Regions from separate parts of the Gossypium hirsutum genome. Here region 2 is linked to region 1. Evidence: chromatin contacts called from public Hi-C data. All regions are on one chromosome and are shown on one strand. Each heading gives the region's core, a stretch centred on a gene start, on an enhancer-like site or on the middle of the called end of the contact. The rest is flanking DNA. Distances are from core to core; before and after follow the strand shown. Region 1 holds the start of LOC107933968 (putative disease resistance RPP13-like protein 1). Region 2 holds the start of LOC107933969 (50S ribosomal protein L1, chloroplastic).

What was found. Hi-C and Micro-C count contacts between places; a contact is called where the count stands out from the background.
Region 2: a Hi-C map of leaf shows a contact between it and region 1, with 5 times the contacts expected there. The contact joins the promoter of LOC107933969 here to the promoter of LOC107933968 in region 1. A contact is called at or near these places in 4 of 34 Hi-C or Micro-C datasets (callus and leaf).

What each region holds. Positions count from the first base shown.
Region 1 is chrA08:107,568,372-107,572,567 of Gossypium_hirsutum_v2.1, forward strand. It overlaps LOC107933968 (putative disease resistance RPP13-like protein 1), which reads left to right and starts at 2,173. Exons shown (of 3, transcript XM_016866289.2): 1 at 2,173-4,196. The coding sequence starts at 2,594. It overlaps LOC107933956 (a long non-coding RNA gene), which reads right to left and starts at 2,103. Exons shown (of 2, transcript XR_001693770.2): 1 at 1,403-2,103; 2 at 630-1,112.
Region 2 is chrA08:107,719,325-107,724,050 of Gossypium_hirsutum_v2.1, forward strand. It overlaps LOC107933969 (50S ribosomal protein L1, chloroplastic), which reads left to right and starts at 2,681. Exons shown (of 7, transcript XM_016866290.2): 1 at 2,681-3,210; 2 at 3,669-3,848; 3 at 3,945-3,999; 4 at 4,325-4,452; 5 at 4,629-4,712. The coding sequence starts at 2,842.

The sequences.
Region 1 (4,196 bases), core at 923-3,422:
AAAAGTTCTTCATTGGTGTTCGTAGAAGGAGTTGTTAGTGCCAAAAGAGGAGGGAGGGAAAGGGTTTCGATATTTGGCGAAGTTCAATATTGCACTCCTAGCGAAGCAGGGATGGCGTATTATGGAAAACCCAAGTTCGCTAATAGCGCGTTTGCTTAGAGCGAAGTACTTTAACGGTTCAAATTTTACGGAGGCTTCTTTAGGGGCGAATCCATCGCTCGTTTGGAAAAGTATTAGGTGTACCAAAGGACTTTTAGGTTATAGTTTGAAATGGAGGATTGGATCTGGAACATCGATGTCAATATGGCAAAGATTATTGGTTGCCAGGAAACGCTCAACGACTTCTTTTCTACAGATAGGGTGGCTAGTATGGATTGGATGGTTGATTTAATTTTGTAAAATCCTAATCAATGGAATAGAGATCTCATTTACTTGACCTTCACGATGGAAGAAACAGATCAGATGGTGAGTCTTCCTATTCCTATTACTAATCAATCTGATAAAGTAGTTTGGTTTAGCGAAAACTCAGGCATCTATTCTGTGAAAAACGACTAGAAAATGCTTTTGGATCCCCCTAATGTGAACTTAAATGAGCAAAAGCTTTTCAAGTAGATAAGGAGCTTAAAGTGTCCTTCAAAAGTTTGCATTTTATTCTGGAAATTTGTGAAAAATTATGTACCTACTTATCAGAACTTACATTTTAGGAGATTGATCACAGATAACAAATATTCGCGTTGCATTGATCACTGATAACAAATATTCGCGTTGCCGACAGTTGTGCAAATCATCTACTCATGCTGTTCAGGATTGCTTGTCTGTTGCACAAGTTTGGTCCAAGTTAGATGTTCAGTGGCCGAGTTCAATGGCAAATTTGAATTTTAATGAGTGGTTGAATTGGCTTTTGAAGAATTCAGCTAGTAACAAGAAAAGATGTGATTGCCATAACAATTTGGGCACTTTGGTTCTCTCAAAACAAATTTGTACATGAGAAAAAGATGCAAAGTTCGAAGGAGATTGTTACCTTCATTAGGGGTTTTGGTTTGGAGTATCAAGGTAGCGCTTTGAATTTGAAGCATCCTCAGCCGCGATCCATGGTAAAATGGATGCCCCTTCTGCAATGGTGGGTGAAAATTAATGTAGATGCGGGACTTTCTGTTGCCAAAAAACGTGCAGTTTCATGTTTCCTTATTAGAAAAGAAAAAGGTTTTATAATAGGGTCGGGGTTTAAAGGTCATAACTTGGTTCGTTCAATGGTGATTGCTGAAGCGTTTGTTGTTCTACATATGCTCTAATTTGAACTGGATTTGGGATTCACAGATGCTATTCTTGAGAGTGATTTAAGACTGGTTGTTCAAAATATTCAACAAACGAGCGAGGATTACTCGAAATCCAAACCATTTACCTGGGACGCGAAGAATCTGGCGAGGAAATTCCATTTCTGTCGATTTCAATTCATTGCGTGAGAAGGGAATAGAGCAGTGCATACAATGGCTGTTGAAGCTTTACGAACTGAAGGAGATTCGTTCTGGGTTGAAGATGCGCCATTAAAAGCTTTAGAAGTGGTCGATTCTAATCGTTGGTTCAGTCGACCTCCATAATTTCTTCTCTGTGATATCGATTGAGTTGAAAAACTTCGAAATATGGTTGCTTGTCTCAACAGCTTTTTTTTCTGGGCGATTCATTGTCGGAATTTGGAAGATTTAGCCGTTTATTTTTAGGGATTGTAGACACGCAAAGAGTCTGAAAGATTGCTGGATGGAGAAGACCATGCCTTTTTTAGTTTTTCTCTCTTTTTGTTATTTCCCGTTTTTGGTTTTTTTATATTTTGTTTTGAGACTGCAATGGACTTCTCTAGTTAGTTTTTCAAACCTAAGTAATAAACAGACTCTTTTTCAAAAAAAAAAAGATTAAAATAAAATTACTCTAAAATGTAAATAACGAAATTACAAAAATTTCTTTTATCAACAAAATGAAAAGCATCATACAGATTGACTAGTTTACCTTAAATTAAATTTAGATTCCTTTAGGAAACTATTGGAACCGCGGGGTAGCTTAGGTATTTTGTTTAGTTATGTTTTTTTTACAAAAAAAAAAAAAAAACTTTGAGATTCCTTTCTGCTTTCCGACAAGAAGCTTAAATTATCCTTATAATTTTTATTTAACATTTAGATTTGCCAAAACCTAATTTTTGTACTAAAAACTTATCCATCAGTTGTATTGACTTTGAGAACGAAGCAGATGATTCCTCAATTTATTCAACACCTATCATAACTTTATTATGAAGGCGAAACACAGAGATTTCATTTCCAGTGAGCGGCAACCATGGCTGTTTAACTCAATCCTTGGTTAATTCATACAGCCTACAGTACTTGTATATATATATATATATATAAAAAGTGGCTTTTCGTACACCCACTAAAACTTGAGCTTCCTTTATATTCAAAAAGAGTTAAAAGTAAAGCAAGCACGCCTCCTTCTTCGCCCTTTCTACTTTAACTCCTGCTCAGTCGTCCCTAATTTTGTGGGCCATCTCTATTTTTTACTACCATCATCGCCTTTTTGTGTTCCGATCGAAAGATTCTGCTTCCGTTCCATGGACTGTGGAACCGCTGTGGTGGTTGAGAACATTATCTCTTCTCTCCTTGAGACTTTGTCCGAGGAACTGGTCTCCCCTATGTTGCTGGAGTTTGCTAGCAAAGAAAAGCTCCATAACCATTTCAATAATTGGCAAACCATTCTCCTCAAGATCCAGGCCGTGCTCGAAGATGCAGAGGATAGGCAGTTCACTGAGCGTCTCGTTAAGATATGGCTTAACGAACTCAAAGACTTGGCCTACGATCTCGAGGATGTGCTTGATGATTTTTCCACGGTGGCTCTGCGTCAAAAGTCAAAGGAAGAAAGTCAAACAATCATCGGCAAGATACGAAAATACATGTATTCCTTTTTCGATCAATTTACTTTTAAATACTCATTGGCAGCTCAAATAAAGGAGATAACCGCAAGAATGCAAAAGGTTGTTAAGCAGAAAGATGAACTTGGTTTGATAGAAAGAATTGGGGGTAGCCGTAATAGGGGGCAGCGAAGGATTGCCAGTACTTCTTTAGTGAATAAATCTCTTGTGTTTGGCAGGGAGAGTGATAAAGACTTCATTATTAATAAACGTCTTTTCGGGGAGGAAGAATCATGTGAGGGTGGGGTTCGTGTGATTCCCATAGTTGGAATGGGGGGCTTGGGGAAAACTACTCTTGCTCAGCTCGTTTATAATGATGATAGAGTTAAGACTTTCTTTAAATTGAGAGCTTGGGTTTGTGTTTCTGAGGAATTTGATATTGTTAGGGTGATGAAAACGTTGTTAGAATCATTGACTTCAATGGCTTCAGATAAGAATGACTTGAACGAGCTGCAAGTTGAAGTGAAGAAGAAGCTGTCTAAGAATAGATTTCTGATAGTTCTAGATGATGTTTGGAACGAGAACTATAACGACTGGATGGCTCTTCGCAGTCCTTTTGAAGCAGGTTCTCCAGAAAGTAAAATCATAGTTACAACCCGTAATCAACAAGTTGCATCAATGATGGGAACTGTTTCTGCTTACGATTTGAAAGAAATGTCGTATGATCATTGTTTGTCTTTGTTCGCACAACATGCTTTAGGGAGTACAAATTTTGATAATCATCCAAATTTAAAAGTAGTTGGTGAGGCAATTGTGAAAAGGTGTAAGGGCTTGCCTTTGGCTGTGAAAACCCTTGCAGGCCTATTGCGCTGCAAGACAGGTTATCATGAATGGGAAGATATACTGAATAGCAAGATATGGGATTTACCAGAAAAAAATTGTGATATTCTACCAGCCCTGAGGTTGAGCTACTATTATCTTCCTTCTCATTTGAAACAATGTTTTGCTTACTGTTCATTGTTCCCCAAGGACTATGAATTTCAAAAGGATGAAGTAGTTCATTTATGGATAGCTGAAGGTTTTATCCATCAACCAAAGGGAATGAAGGAAGTGGAAGACTTGGGTTCTGAGTATTTTCATGATTTATTATCAAGGTCCTTTTTTCAACAATCATGTGTTAGTAAATCTTGTTACATGATGCATGACCTCATCAACGATTTAGCTCAATATGTTGCTGGGGAAGTTTGCTTTAGGTTGGAGGACAAGGTTAATAGCAATGGGCAGTACAATGTTTCTGAGAGGGTTC
Region 2 (4,726 bases), core at 1,431-3,930, 150 kb after region 1:
TTTAAAAAGTAGAACTAGCCTCAAAATAAAAATACATGGACTAAATTTCAAATTTATGAAGAGTAAATGACTTATGACATATTTTAACCTAGTATAAAAATACGAATATTTTAAATATATAAAATATGAGTATTTGTTTAAAAAATGTTTAGCTTCATTTATCTCTTACAACTCTAATGTGTCAATATGTACTCTCATATATATAATTTAAATTAAGTTTTAATTAAAAATTATTTATTATTAAATTTATATATGATATTGATTATTACAAATATTTTTTTATTAAAAAGTAAATTTTAATTGTTAAAAAGAAATTAAATGATCATATTTTATAATAAATATATTTATGTCGTGATTTTTTTATAAATAATAATGTAAATATAAATTTATAAATATAAAATAAATTTAATTAAGAGTAAAAAATCTCAAACAATATTTATTAAATATTTTAAAATATACAAAACAAAAGAAAATATTTTAAACAAATGAAGCCAAAATGTTGCTTCTTTCGTTGGAATTGACGCGGAATGGAAAAAGTAAATAAAACGCAGCGATTATTGGCTGCCGATAAGGACAAGGAGATGACACGTGGTAGCACGAGCATTTGCACAAAGTCACGATGTTATTGGGCCCACCTGATCTAGACGCCCTGCTCTCTTTAAACCATAACTTCTACTTCTACTTCAAATCCATGGCTGAAATCTTAGTTGTTTTGTGGATAATGTTTTGTGAAATTACATAATATTTTTAATTTATAGTAATTAATATTATAAATTTTGCAATAATATTTTAATATGTTAATCATGAAATTTAAACTTGAATATTGAATCATCCAAAACTTTAGCCTTTTTTTCAATAATGTTAAAGTCTTATTAGGAAATGTAATTTAGTATAAATTATCAAAAAATGATGATATTTAATATCAAGAAAAAAATAAATTATTATATTTTTCTTTGATTTTGGTTTAATTTTTCTTAAATTAAATTATTGTTTCATGGTTTATATTTACTTTTAAATTTTATAATATATTTAAATTAATAAAAATAATTTGAAAATATTATATGAAATTTATTGTAATTTTTAAAACTATTGTGTAAATTTTTTTGGATTTAATTATCTTTTATATCCGATTCACTTTTTTTATTTAAATAAACCTAAAATTTTACGTAATAATCATAATTTACTACAAACTAAATCCAAATCGAAATTGTAATCACCTTATAATTTCATCTAACTTGATTGATTCAGTTTTTTTTTTTAAATTTCAACCACTCGACTAAAGTTTATTATTATTATTAATTATTGGCCAGGAACCACTTGATTAAGTACAAAATACTATTTTTTAATAAAATTTGATTTTAAAAATTAATTGATATTATGAAATTATGCTCTAACCTAAATTAAGCATATAGTTTTTCTTTTTAAAAAATAAAGACTTTATCAATGGGATCAATCTCTTGTTCAAGCTATATACCAAACCAACTAGTCATTTTATATTTTAAATATATTTTACAATTAAAAATAATATATTTTATATATTTTTAAAAATATACAATTTTTTAGAGTTTTAAAAAAAATACTACAAAATTATAAATAATTGCGAGGCCAAGCAAGAATTTACTAATTGTCTATTACTAAAATATCTATTTATTTTTTGGGTAAATTACACTATTAGCCATTCAATTAGAGAGAAATTCTCTTTTTGACCACTTAACTTAAAAGTTACAATTTGATTATTAATATATTGGAATGATGATATTGGTATAATGATAATTTTAATTTTCGATTTTTTTACTTTCTATCAATTTAACATTAATTTTATATAAAAATAAAAAAAACTCAATTTTTTTCAAAAAATAAAAATTATAAAAATTTTAGGTTATTGCTAGGTTATTATAACAACAATCCTTCAGTGCTGCTATCAAATCATGAAAACAACTAAAAAATAGATCAATTTTAACATAATATTAGTGAAGTATAAAACTTAAATATTATTAAAAGCTAACATTCATACAAGAAAACTCAAGATTCTATTACAATAAAACTTAAAGATTATTCAATAAAAATGATCATTTAATAGAATCCAATAGTAAATTAAAAACAAGATAGATTTAAATTAGTAATATCTTTAAGTCGAGTTTCATACTATTGAAGAACTTCTTTCAAAACTCAAATTAATAGAGGTTTGTGAAATTGACTTTGATACATTTTTTAGTTACAAAATACAAAATATACCACAAAAAATCCTTTTTTTTTTCAATTTCAATTCATTTAAATTATTTTTCAAAACCCAAATTGTAAAAATAAATTATATTCCGAATCTTTTTCTTTTTCTCTTATTATGAAAATAAATTTTCTTTCATTTTCTCTCATTTATCTATTTTTTGAATTTTCTGTTTATTTTTAGATATTTTTAGAATTTTCTAAATTAAAAAAAATCATTTTTTTATCATTTTATATAGAAATAGGGTCAATTGATAGAAAGTATAAATATTGAGGACTAAAATTATTATATCAACTAAAAAGTGCCACCACTAGCTACTTAATTATTGGGTGAAAAGAAAAATTTGGAAAACTAAAGTGTACCAAATTTTAGTTAAGTGAATAAAATAAAAATTTAATTATAATTAAGTGACTAATCGATAGTTTACCCTTTTATTTTTTCACACAAAATAAATAAGGAAATGGCACTTGCATTCAGCTATTATGGTCTATAATCGAGAAACTTCACTGGACCTTAAAAACATCTCCTATCCTCTTCTGTTTTCAATATGGATAGATAGATAGATAGATAGCCCAAGACATCGTAAAAGAAAAAAGCTCTCACAGGAAACAGCGCCAATGGCTACTTGTACCACCACACCTTCATCATCGTTGATGATAACATACGCTGCCGCATCCACTGTACACTCCCAAGCCCTCACTCCTTCCGTTCTATCCTTCAAGTCCAACAAGCCTACCTTTTCTATTAACCCACTTGCTCTCAAGACTTCTATAGACGGAAAATCCGGCATCAAATGGGCTAATCTATACCCCCAGAGAGATTCCAAGCACCATGTCATGGCTGCCGTGGCTGCGGAGGCTGAGGTGGCTGAGGCTACGGACGAAAATGATGGAGTGGCAGCTGAGGGTGGCACCGCTACCGCTATTGCTACTGCTCCACCCAAGCCCAAGAAAGGAAAGGCTGCGTTGCCTCTTAAGAGAGACAGAGTATGTGGATGTTAGAATTTCGCATTTTTATCTTTCTTTTCTTTCTTAATGATGTTACAGTTTTTGGTGTATGTTAGATAATTTTCATCGTGGGTTTTGCTTATAGCTTAGATAAAACAGAACTTGTAGTGTTAGTCTAAAAGTTTTGTTTTTTCAGGGTCAGATTTCACTATTATAGATCATTTTCTTTATGGGTTTTGCTAGCTTAGTGAAAACAGTATTCATAGTGTTGTCTGAAAGCTTTGGTTTTTGAGGATCATATTTGAGTTTCTTTGAAATTTGGTTTAAGATTTTTATTTTAGAATTTTGATTTTAAGAAACAATTTTCTATCTGAAATGGTTACTTATGTTTCATTTGTACATTATTTTGTTAATATGTAGGGCTAATTACATATGATTGTGATGTTTACTTGGTTCAGTTATTTAATTCCAACTTCTTGTTCCTGTTCAAACTGCAGACGAGATCAAAGAGATTCTTGGAGATTCAAAAATTAAGGGAAACCAAAAAGGAGTATGATCTAAAGACAGCAATATCTTTGTTAAAGGAAATGTCGAGTACAAAGTTTGTAGAGACAGCTGAAGCCCATTTCCGCCTTAACATCGATCCCAAGTATAATGATCAACAGCTGAGAGCAACTGTAAGTTTTCCAGGCTTTTCACATGATAATATCATAATAGGATCTCCCCCACCGTTGATGTTACGCCTAATATCTTACTTTTCTTTTGTCTTACAGGTGAATTTGCCTAAGGGAACTGGTCAAAAGGTTAAGGTTGCCGTTCTTACTCAAGGTAGTTATGGTGCTTTGACATATGCTGATCTTTTTGTTGTAACTTGCTTGTGTGTCTGGAAACTCTAGCTTAAAATTTAGAGACGAAAGAAACATAATTGATAATTACAATTCATGTAATAGATTGAGTAGGTTCTGAACTGCTAAATCTAAAATTTTCTTAGTGGCTGGCAATCATTCTAAAATGATGTACTCTAGGTGAGTGATACTAGTTAAAGATCTTAATCAAAACGCTATTAGGATAAAATTTTCTTTTCTGAGGCTATGTTAACACAACTAATTGCGTTTTTCTTGGTTTTTACTTTCTAAATATTATATGTTTGCAGGTGAAAAGTTTGATGAAGCAAAAAATGCTGGAGCAGATATTGTCGGTGGTGAGGACTTGATTGAACAAATAAAGGGAGGATTCATGGACTTTGACAAATTAATTGCCTCCCCAGATATGATGGTTAAGGTGTAGCTTACTGCTCTTATTTCAATTAATGAGATATATCGTGTATTTTGTTACTCTGTTTACCAAATTCCAGTTGTGAGCAATATGATTGGTTTCACGGTTTTTTCCTTTTTGGTAGAGATGACGATAATTTTCATTATCGGTTTTATTTTAACATCTTCCTACTTCTAAACTAGGTTGCAGGCCTTGGAAAGATTCTAGGACCACGAGGGCTCATGCCAAATCCTAAAGCTGGTACCGTCACACCTAATATACCTCAGGTAAGATCTGATTG